Linked DNA regions of Mus musculus: region 1 is linked to region 2. Evidence: chromatin contacts called from public HiChIP or PLAC-seq data. All regions are on one chromosome and are shown on one strand. Each heading gives the region's core, a stretch centred on a gene start, on an enhancer-like site or on the middle of the called end of the contact. The rest is flanking DNA. Distances are from core to core; before and after follow the strand shown.

Region 1 (5,667 bases), core at 1,295-3,794, 57 kb before region 2:
CTAGATATTAAAACTGAATGGCCAACTTGGAACTTTTACAGAAACTACTCAACAGCGCCATCTGGTGGAGAAGAGAAAACCTCCTGCTCTTGTAAAAAGCAGCTTCTTTCTATTACACTTTTTGTTTCGTTTTCCAGCTATTCATCATGTGGCGCTATAGATGCTTGGGCAGCTAAGTGATCAAAAACCTGAAAAGAAGCTGAGTCTGGCTGTGACCAGTGAGCTCCTGGGAGGAGCGTTCGTGTCTGCGGAGACTGACGGACGGCTTGGAATCTCAGTACCGTGGAGAGATTGGACACATAAAGGTCCAAGGCTTTACTTTATCCAGGGCTACCTTTAGCATTCTGGAGCAGCCATTTCTTGCCCCATTCTAAATCTGAAGCAACGCCTTGTGATAATAAATAAAAACCCCATTGATTCGAAGCTTTCAACTGAGCAGAACACTTATGCCAATCCAAGAGCTAAGAGAGCTTCTTGGGCCTATGGAATAGCGTCCAAACCCCTCTGCACCCCCAATAGCAATGTGGTCTAAAGTTACCTTGGTTTATGACTTTATTTTTATTTAAAGATTTATTTATTATTATATCTAAGTACACTGTAGCTGTCTTCAGATGCACCAGAAGAGGGAGTCAGATCTCATTATAGATGGTTGTGAGCCACCATGTGGTTGCTGGGAATTGAACTCAGGACCTCTGGAAGAGCAGTCAGTGCTTTTAACCACTGAGCCATTTCTCCAGCCCAGAGATTACCAACTTAATAAGAGAAAATGTTTACTTTGTCTCACTTTGGGGGGGTGGTATCCAGTCTATAACCAGGTAGCTCTGCTGCTTTGGGTCCATGAGAAGGTAGCACACCATGATGCCCGATGAAACAAAGATCTTCAATTTATGGGCAGCATGGAGGGGATTGAGAGGGTACAGAGCTCCCAACATTCCTGTGAATGTTGACACAGGCTCAGTGACTTAAGATATCCTACAGTGTCTTGCCTTTGAGTCTAGACCTTCCCAAAGGGCCACAGCAGGTACCACACCTTTAGCACAGGGGTCTTCAGGGGACCAGATCTAAATTATAGAAACATGCACCTGAGGCCTTTAGAAAAGGTGACATTGTAAATGTGGTCCAGTGGCACTGTGCCATGTGGGGGCTGCGTTAGCCAGTGCAGCAGTCCTAGGTTGACAGGGTTACTACCCTTCAAACCCATGGTGATATATTCATTTCCACAGTCGACAGTTCTCTTGCTTCTCCATTGTTCAGAAGCTGGCAAGACAAGCTATTCTTTGGAGCCCTGACCAAATGCTCTAAGGATTTTTTCCAAGGTGAATGAATGTTCAGGGAACATTTTGAGAGTCTGGGTGTTGTGGCTATACATTGCAGATTCTAGGAAGCCAATAAGGAGGATGTGGGGGGTTGAGAGGCACTGGATACACACATAGATGAGAGTCCAGGTGAGAAACACCAGGGAGCTTGAGTTTCTTGTGAACAGTGAAACTGGAGATAAAACTGATTAAAGCAATGCTGGTCTCCAAGGCAGAACTAACTGGGTTCCATCTTCAATATCCCTGATGCTGAGAGGGCTTGGGAAGAGGATATCGCTTTGACTGGAAGCCCGTCCAATGCTATCTTTCTTTCTTAGGGACAACGTACATAAAAGCCCAAAGTGAGGTGCAAACATTCATCTCCCTTGATCCATTCAGGACACCTCTGCAGAGCATCCTGAGCCTCGCAGCTCCCCAAGGGGACCACGGCTGCTTCCCTTGCATTCGCATCACAGCCCAACATCTTCTGTTTACCTCACTTTGCCTGCTTCCCCACAGGTATAGTCTCAAGAGCATCCACCAGCAAGACAGACGCCAGAAGATTCTACATGGCCAACCAGATCTCAGAGGCTTTCCCAAGGGATCCTGGTCCACAGGAGGAGATGACAAGCTAGTCTAGGAAACAAACTTTAAGGTAGGATTTAAAAAGATTTTTATTGATTCTTTGTGAGCTTCACATCATGAGCCCCAATCCCACTCATCTCCCCGTCCCTCATATCTGTCCTCTGCCCTTGCAACCTTCCTCACAAAATAAAACAAAAAATAAAAACAACATAAATAAATAAATAAAGTTAAAATAAAACCAGCTCACGGTGGAAGCTGTGGTGTGTCATGGTGTGTTACATGGTGTGCCCTTTTGTCCACACATCTTTACCTATAAATGTCCATTGCCATGAGTCACTAGTGTGGTTTTAGGCCTCTGGCTTCTGCCACACCATCAATACTGGGTCCATACAGGGGTTCCTCTCAGACATCCTGTTGTTGCCCCGTATCATAAAGACCTTACAGCTTTGGGTTTGCAGGATCGGCCCTTTCACGTGCTCCAGCAGTTCACAGATGGGGTAGATGTTAAAGTGAGGCAACTCAGAGCCCTGGATCTGCGCCTGGGTGGAATCTAAGTTGGTCAGTCCTCCAGTACCCCTGCACCCACACCACCAGGGCTAGCTATCCTGCTTTGTCCAGGCAAGGTGCAGGGCTGCTCTCCCAAATGCTGCAGCCAGCGAGGAACAGGGCCAGATCTCCTACTGGTGGTGGTGGAGTGCATCTTTCTGGTGCCCACACCACTGCTTGGCAAACAATGGGTAGGACCGGTTCACCTGTGCCCCTGCCAACAGGGCTACCTCCACTGTGCTGCTCAGTCAGGGTGGGTGGGATGCTGTCCTGTGTGCTGCAGCCAGCAAGAGGCAGGGCAGCAATCCTGCTCTCACACCCTTGGGACCACCCCCTAGGGGACAGGAGCAGGACGGGTAAGAGGGGGAGGTGGGTAAGATGGGATCTTAAAAACACTTAATTTTTGAGATTATAATATTGTTGTATCAGTTCCTCCTTCCCTTTCTCCCTGTAAACCCTCACAAATCTTGCTCTCTTTCAAATTATGTCCTCTTCTTTCTTTTCTTGTTATTACATCTATTTTCTTTCCTTTATTATTATTATTTTGGTTTATCTTTTTGTTTGTTTGGTTTGGTTTGGTTTTGGTTTTTTGAGACAGGGTTTCTCTGTATAGTCCTGGCTGTCCTGGAACTCACTTTGTAGACCAGGCTGACCTCGAACTCAGAAATTCGCCTGCCCCTGCCTCCCGAGCACTGGGATCAAAGGCATGCGCCACCACCCACGCCCGGCTACATCTATTTTCTTACACACATAAAAAAGCCCTGCTCAATTTGTATACTGTCACTGTATGTGTGTGTTTTCAGGATTAACCCATTCGTATTGATAACTAATTGATGTGCTGTTCCCGGTGAAGACTATTTCTCCTGCTCTCAGCTTTCCTGATTTGCCTCAGTTCTTTTGGAGTTGGTCCCTAGACCTTAGCATATCTGATGCCATGTCAGGAGCATCATTCTGACCTTAAAACCCAGAAAGTAGGTCCCAACACCTGCCAAAAATGGGAGCAAAAACCTAATCCATCAAAGACCTGGCCATCGGCCCAGGAAAGTCCCCAAATGTACCACCCTTCCTTTTTGGCATCTGTAGTTCCACATCTTGCTTACTGAAGAACCAACCAGGATGTGGGGGTTTGTGCATAAAAGACAAAGAAAGGGCTGCGAAGCTCAGGGATGCGTGATTTGGGCAAGTTCCCTGTGCAGCCACTGGCTGGCAATAAAGACTTACTTGTCAGCTTTAAGAGTCCCCATGTGGTGGTCTCTGGTGGCTTACCTCACAGTACTTTGTCGAAGGTTGAGGCTTTGTGTCTGTTGCTGTTGTCCTTGTCCAGGTCGGGTTTAGACAGCCATGCCGGTGAGACTTTATGGGTGTAGCTTCTGACAATCTTAGGAAACATAATCTCACATAAACTTCCTGATCATGTCTCTCACAACCCTTCCACCCCCACTGAACCGTAGGCACCCGAGTTGGGTTATAGATGTATCAGTTGGAACTGGGCTTCAGAACTCTGCATTGGATTGGTTGTGGTTTTCTGTCATGGTCTCGGTATGATGTAAAGAGAAGTTTCTGTAACGAGGGATGAAACCTACACTTATCTGTGGTTATAAAGACAATTACATAGAATGTAGTTGGAAATTGCGCTGTTTAGTAAGGTGGTGGTTCTAGGTTTTCCCTTGAATATCCATGACTGTACTAGTCCTAGTAGCTAGTTGACTAGGTTTCTAGTACCAAGCACGTTTACTCTTTTGTTGAATCTAGTTAGAAAGCTGTTGGTTAGTGTTAAGGTATGGGTGCTACTATTTGCATATGATGATTGCTGTATGTATATATGGGTTGGTTGTTGATTGCCTCCCTCTTTTGGAAGCTTGCATAGTGCTTTCTGGTGCTGTGAAAGCAAGTTCTCAGGGAGGACGCTTACAGGTCAGTTAGAGCTCAGGAGCCTCTGGGTCCTGTGATTTACCTTCTACATCGGGGGATCAAACAAAGGCATTAACAGTAGCTTATAATGCTTGTAGATTCTCTTGCCCAACCATGGCCAACTCAAAAAAGGACTTGGTGTTCATTGTTGTTGTTGTGCTTGGTGTTCATTGTTGTTGTTGTTAATGGTCTTTGGATCTTTGGAGGGAGGATTGTCAGTCTAGATAGATGGGAAAGTTTCATTTAAACTTTATATGTATGCTTATATGACTTATATTCTATAGATATTTGTAGGTAGATAGTTAATAGAATGGTACCTTGTGGCTTTTTTAGACATCCTTGGTCTTATCCTACCCTCCTCAATCCTTCTATATCTATCTCCCTCCCTCCTCTCTAATTAGAGGGCCCCTGTTTTTTCTATTTTCCCCACCAGATCATTTGTACCCTGCTATTTCCCTGTCTAGTGCTCCCCACAACCCCATGTCACAGTGGTCCAGTTCTACTTTCTTGGTTTCTGAGGTGACTACAGGATATGTACTAACATCTGAAGGTTTGGATTTAGGAACCTCAAATGGGAGAGGGCATCCAGTGTCTTCCTTTATGGGTCTAAGTTACCTCGCTCAGTGTGATTAATGCCAAAAGAAATAAGCAGGGAAACCAGGGGACTGAGGGCAGTGGAGCACTTGTGTGCTGTTTGCCTGGCAAGGCTCATTGTTGTCATTACGGCTCCTTTGATAACAGAGTCATAAGCTTACAGATGGGCAGGGAAGCCTGCCTCACAGACAGCATGCTCAAGGTTATATAGAGCTCACCAATGCTGTCTCTCTTCAGAAAGATCTATGGTGTACGGTCTATCTCTTAGATCTAACTGCTCTCTAAATGCCGAGGAAGGCCACAGGCATTCCCGTGTTCCTTCCCTCATTTGGTGGCTTTCCAAATTCCCTTGTGGAAGGATATCAACATTGGATGGTCCCCTATCCGTGTCACAAATTTATTATATCCTCATATAACCTTAATTCAAAACCCAAAAATATGATCCTTTCTAGTTCCAGCCATTAAACTGCAAATTTCACACTTTCATTTTTCCTTATCACTGAATAGTATTCCATACTGTATATGTAGCACACTTAAATATCCATTTGTCAGTTAAAGGACACTTAGATTGTTTCCACTTCCAGGTTATTGTAAAAAGAGTCACAATGACCATGGTGGAGTAAGAATCTGTGGAACAGGATGTCAAGTCTTTTGAGCATATGTCAAGAAGTGGTGTGTAGTTGGGTCTTATGGTAGATTTATTTTTAGCTTTTTGAGAATTCTCCACACGTATTTC
Region 2 (5,852 bases), core at 3,344-5,843:
TAAAATATATTAATTTCTAGACGGTTTAATAATATCCCAGAATATGAAAATGCTTGTTAATAGTTTTTATACAAGAGAAAAAAAAGAGGTGTGTGTGCGCGCGCACACACACATTATAGAAACCTAAACATCCTGGATAAAACCACACTTTCTATCCGTGGTTGGCTGGTGTGAGCCCAGGGATACAAAGGGCTGGCTGTTTTTAAGAGATGGTCTCAGTTTGCACTGGCATTAACCTTAGTCAGTGTTAGGAGAGGACAAGACTTCTCTCATTCCAACCCACCCTTCCTCTTGTGTTCTTCTAGACCCTTGAAAAACTCAGAAGTGGGAAAAGGGAAATGGTTGTAACTGATACAGTTCTATTAAATTCAGCTGACTGAGAGGTTCCAGCAAGGTAAGGCACAGGAGATCTGAGAAAGCACCTTGACTCTCCCCTGTCCCCCACCCCACCCTCTGCTTTGCCCCCACCCTCCCACCTCTTCTGAAGTCAGGTGTGTAAGTGGTGTCTAGAGTGATGCTAACATTCACTGGCTGAGAAAATAGCTCAGTTAAAGTACTTGCCACAAAAGCAGCAAGACTGGAGACCAGAACTATATAAATGGTGGGTGGGTGTGGTGGCCAGGAGACAGGGACCCTTGGGGCAAGCTAGCTAGCTAACTTGACTAGCCGCATTGGTGAGCTCTGAGTTCAACTGCAAGACTCAGCCTCGAGCGAAGGTTTACAAGGTCAACCACTGCCTTGTACACAGCACGCAGGTGTAAGTGTACCCTCACACACATGTAAGTCTGAACGTGCGTGCATGTATAGCACACCTAGATAAAGATTTAAAAAACAAAACAAAAGAAAACCAACCAACCAGACAAACAAACAAGCAAGCAAACAAACAAACAAAAACTCAAGATACCATTTTGTGAGCACTGGCCTAAACCCCTCAGCTTCTTTGACCATGGCAGGATTTTCCTACTGATTTTTTGTGGGGGGTGGGGTTGTTACTTAAACCAAAGCTTCTCAAATCAAACTAGTGACCTACAGCCAGCTTTGTTGTTGTTGTTCTTGTTGTTATTTTAAATAAAGAAACAAAAAACGAGAATATTCTAAAATCTATTGCATGTAAGGATTGGCTGGGTTTCAGGAAATCCTGTTTTCAGTGCTACATGTTGTATGCATGTGTGCATCTTCAAATTTTATGTATTTAAATTAAATTTAAGGTTTTTGTTTTAACTAAGTAGATTATAGTTATCAAAAAAAATGTTGAAAACCATTGCTCTGTGAGATAGTAGTTAGGAAGAAACTGAACCTTCCCAGAATGGAGAAAAACATGATTGCCCTCTCTAACAAGGAAGGGTTTTAATTGTTGGGAAAAGAGAGTTAGACAATTTACAATACCTCATTCATGTAGAAAGAGATAGGTTCCTGCATAAAATTAGAAAGAGGGGAAAGAAGGTGGGAAGATGGGAGAGAGGGAGGGAGGGAGGGAGAAAAGCAAATAATAATAATAATAATAATAATAATAATAATAATAAGGTAGAAAACAAGTATGCTAAGCTGTTAAAGTTGGTGAACAATTTACCTAAAATTAAAGTTCAGAGGAAAACATGGGAACATGTAGGGTCTAAGAGAAAAAAAGATCTCCACGAGGCTGAAGCAAATACTGAGCAAGGGGACTACTGCAGGGGACTGACCACAGGCTACTCAGAGATACAAGGAGGTCCTAAAAGTGTGGAGTCATTTACAATACAATCTCCATTGCATTTACCTTAAGATTTCTCCTGATTGGGGAGGGACATAGCAGGCTAAATGCTAGGAACACACCAGAGAGTACCAGCAGGAGTGGTTGTGAGACTGTGGGACATTTCCCTCCTGACCTCTTGATGGACATAGTACTCAGGATCAGAGAGTTCAGTAGAATCCCTCTATCAAGTAATCCTATCAGTACATGAGCGCCCCACGTGGATACGGAGCCATATTGCTTATGCTTTCTTTGTGAGATCACGTGCTGTAGCCACTTCCTGGTTTCTGGGCTGAGATCAAGAGTGAGACTGGCATGATCAATAATTTGCTTCTGCCCTGCCCAAAGTAGCCAGTAATTTTTGCACATTATGTATTAATCAATGCCATCCTTCATATTAACATAAGTACAGTATTAAGTCAAGTGTGGTGGCACATACCTTTAATTCCAGTGATTGGGAGACAGAGGATAGTGGCTCTCTGCAAGTTCAAGGCCAGCCTAGTTCACATAGCTAGTCCAGGTCAGCCAGAACTACAAAGACGCTGTTACAAAACAAACAAACACAAACCCAAAACAACAACAACAAAAACCTCTCTTGGGGGCTGGTGAGATGGCTCAGTGGGTAAGAGCACCCAACTGCTCTTCCGAAGGTCAGGAGTTCAAATCCCAGCAACCACATGGTGGCTCACAACCATCTGTAACGAGATCTGACTGGAGTGTCTGAGGACAGCTACAGTGTACTTACATATAATAAATAAATAAATAAATCTTAAAAAAAAAACTCTCTCTTTTTTTTTTTTTTAGCCTCCATGAGTACCAGGGCATGTGATACACAGATATACTCTCAGGTAAAAGACCCATACACATAAAATAATAATAATAATTAAGTTTAAAAAATAAAATCTAATAACAGTGTGGTTTTAAATCTCAGTTAAAATGAACATGTCTCCTCTTTTCTGTTGTTTGTTTGTTTGCTTGCTTTTAAGATTTTTTTTTTTTTTTTGAGACAGGGTCTGAATAGATCAACAGTTCCTTCTGCCGCAGTCTCCTGAATGCTTCGATTCCAGGTGTGTGCCACCCCGGCATCTGTTTGGTTTTGCTCCAGCAGCTGGTGGTGGGAATTTTCAAATGGCCTATGTTTACTTTATTTATTCTGCTACTGTGCTGCTAGTTCCTTGGGATTGACGCATTCCCTCCCGAAGGGGCTAAGACTGGGGACGCTAAAGAGACTGACAGGGCACTGAAAGCTAAACACATCTACTGATGTTTAAGACGCCCCAGGAAGCTCAGAAACCTGTAAGTTTCATAAGATCCGTCTCCAAAGTTACAGGAGAGAAGCAATTGTGAGGAGGGGGCTCCTCACGAGTTGGGGTGGGCTTTCCAGGGGTTCCGTTGTTTCAGAAGCAACTATACTCTTGTAACTGACCTCAGTAAAGTCACTAATCTACCGAGCTAGACGTGGGTGGAATCCTTTACTTGGCCGGTCACAGATGCCCTCTCTCGGGTGAACGGTTAGTTGTTCTCATCCATTGTACAGGACTATTCTCCCAGCCAAACTGCTGCAAGTTTGGCTTGAGCCTGTTTGCCAAAGATCGCCAATGCTGGGCTTGTTGGTGGTAGACTTTCATAGAAGGACTGGACCAGAACACTCTGATTATCCAGCCACCCCTCTTTGCCCTAATTGTACCCTTGGGTCTCTAGGAAGGACTAGAGGATATAGGTAGGGAAGGATTAGGGGAGGGAGTTCTTTATTTATTTTTTTTTTCTTTAGTTTTTCGAGACAGGGTTCCTCTGTGTAGCCTTGGCTGTCCTGGAACTCACTTTGTAGACCAGGTTGGCCTCTAACTCAGAAGTGCTGCCTCCCGAGTGCTGGGATTAAAGGCGTGCGCCACCACGCTCGGCTGGGGAAGGGGTTCTTAACTGCCACGGGGAGTCATGATCTTTGCTGGGGAGGGCTGATTCCAATGTGGCAGTTCTAAAGTCACTCATGCTCCTGTCCCCGCCCTCCCCTCCCCCAACCTGCCCCCAGCGCACCACCCTGTTCTGAAAGTAAGCCTAAATCCATTGCATTGGTCCCCTGCAGAGTGAACAGGGCTGGAACTGTACCTAGGTTTGTCCTTTAGACTGTAAGGTCTCACCTGAGAAAAGGGTTTTAGCAAGGTCTCACCAGTGAAAATTATACAGTATCTGTCACAATCCTGTCCACCACTTCTGCAATGTATGGGTGACTCCTCCTGAGGCTAATATAGAATTATACTCTATTCGCCGGTGATATGGAGTGAACAGGGTAAATGAATATCATTTTTTCAAGAAGACAGATCTCATTTATAATAGTAATGTGCTAAGTGCATTGCACAGGAGGGCACTGCAGGTGGTGTAAATGAAACTTCAGCTTTTCAGAAAATACTATCCAGTAGGCCTCCTCTGACAGGGAGAGTTGACACTCAAGGCACTAAACTCTGCTTTTCTACGAGTCAGCTAACTATAGCTTTTGGCATCACAGAGACGCTGGGGTTGCAAGCCGGCAGTAAGGTTGCAGGAAGGGGTTCAAGCAGACACTTGCTGCATCAACCTCACCTTTGTAAGTTCCTGATTCGCCAGAACCAAACGTGGGCCTCGCAGTGAGGTCAACAGCTGACAGAAGGAAGGCCGGAGCCAGCTGCTCATTGGCCCGCCCTTCCAGCTGAGACAAGCCCCCTCCTAGACCCGCCACACCCCACTGTCCGGGCGGTGTTACCTGATGGCATTGACCGGTGGATTGCAGAGGCGGATCATAGCCAGGGAGTGGGGCAGCCTCAGATACTCAGCCATTTTCTCAAGGTATCCTGCGCCTCTGATGTCTGGGGCAGCCCGGGGCTCCTTTTCTGGGCCGCCCTGAGAGGAGGGGCGTGCTCTGAGCCAATGGGAGCCGCTGCTACCGCCTCCTGCCCCTTGCACTTCGTGCTCCCTGGGGCGGGCTGCGCTCCAAGGAGCGCGATCTTCCTATGCTTCCAAAGGGAATGTCCACAGGCAAGCCAAACTGCTGGGTCACACCACCAACGTCAATCACATGTTCACAAAACAGCCATTTACCAGGGCACGAAGCCCCGGCCTTCTCTAGTTCTGTCCCTCCTAAAGGCTGGGATTTTTCACAGTTCATCCAGGAACTGCACACATATTATGGGCTGGACGTAGGCTGCAGCCTGACAATAAACCATGCCTTGTCTCTTCCCTCTAAAACAGCCTGGGGCACGGTCCTTCCAGCTGCGCATGGCTCCTCTTGGTTGCCAAAGTCCACCAAGTGGACAGAAGACAGTGTGCAGGTTGACAAGTAAAACCGTACTTGTAAATCTTCACTGATGTTTCACAAGTTTTAACAATGTCTAAATATTATTTCTAGGAATGTTACTTCTAGGTATGGTGTCTAGGAGAAATCAGTCCCAGCATCCTAGGAACCTGAGCAGGTAGAGTTCAAGGTTTAATAGCACTGAGTGGCCTTATTACACCCCACCCCCTTGGAGCAAGGATCGATAATAAGCCCTCTTTGGAGTCATCTCAAGACACTTTATAATCTCCATCTGTAGGACTCGGTCACTGGCCATTAGGTTTGCACTTTTATTTTAATTGAGCACGGAACTTTCTGTGGTGTCTCCCACAGTGGGTTCTTGGTGAAGGCTTTAATATAAATCCATTAAATGGCTTGGATGTTTACAGTTGGCACCTCGGTGGGAGCAGAACCAGCGAAAGGCAAGTAAGGCATTTAGGGAACAAAGTTCAAAGGGCAGTTCCAATCAGGTTCTGCCAGTGCTCCTCAACAGCAAAGCCTCCTATCACTTAGTCCCTCTGTAAGTGGCAGAGGAATAGGGATACAGCTAGGTGGCAGCACAGTGGGTTCTCTTTTCCTAATGGTACAGAATTGTCTACAAGCATGGGTTCCAAAGTTGCTGAGTTCATGGATGCCAATTAAGCAGGTTCTACCGTGTTGCTGTGTGTAGATAGTCTTTTGATCTTCCATATCCTTCTATTTTACTTATTTTGTCTTACAAATGTAACCATACTTTTGGCTACGTTCCTGGATTACCTACTATCTTTCTCCACCCCAATCCCTTCCAACCCCACAACACTAGGTCAGTCAGAAAGAGAG

What was found. HiChIP or PLAC-seq counts read pairs in DNA pulled down with a chosen protein or histone mark.
Region 1: an H3K4me3 HiChIP or PLAC-seq map of the SCID.adh cell line shows a contact between it and region 2, with 16 read pairs. The contact joins the enhancer-like site here to the promoter of Ehhadh in region 2. A contact is called at or near these places in 5 of 39 promoter capture datasets (the C10 cell line, cranial neural crest, embryonic stem cells and 2 more), 1 of 15 datasets of contacts at CTCF or cohesin (the NIH/3T3 cell line), 4 of 115 datasets of contacts at active chromatin or transcription factors (the SCID.adh cell line, embryonic stem cells and memory CD8 T cells) and 1 of 9 other capture datasets (adipose tissue).

Annotation. Positions count from the first base shown.
Region 1 is chr16:21,727,982-21,733,648 of GRCm38.p6, forward strand. No RefSeq gene overlaps it. Among named protein-coding and RNA genes, the nearest start is that of 2510009E07Rik, 36 kb to the left of the region's middle. Within about 2 kb of position 2,545, at least 3 of the 459 cell types and tissues checked have an H3K27ac peak or open chromatin away from gene starts, as enhancers often do. A contact at or near this core is called in the SCID.adh cell line, where this site is marked.
Region 2 is chr16:21,783,241-21,789,092 of GRCm38.p6, forward strand. Ehhadh (enoyl-Coenzyme A, hydratase/3-hydroxyacyl Coenzyme A dehydrogenase) reads right to left here and starts at 4,594. Exons shown (of 7, transcript NM_023737.3): 1 at 4,467-4,594. The coding sequence starts at 4,540.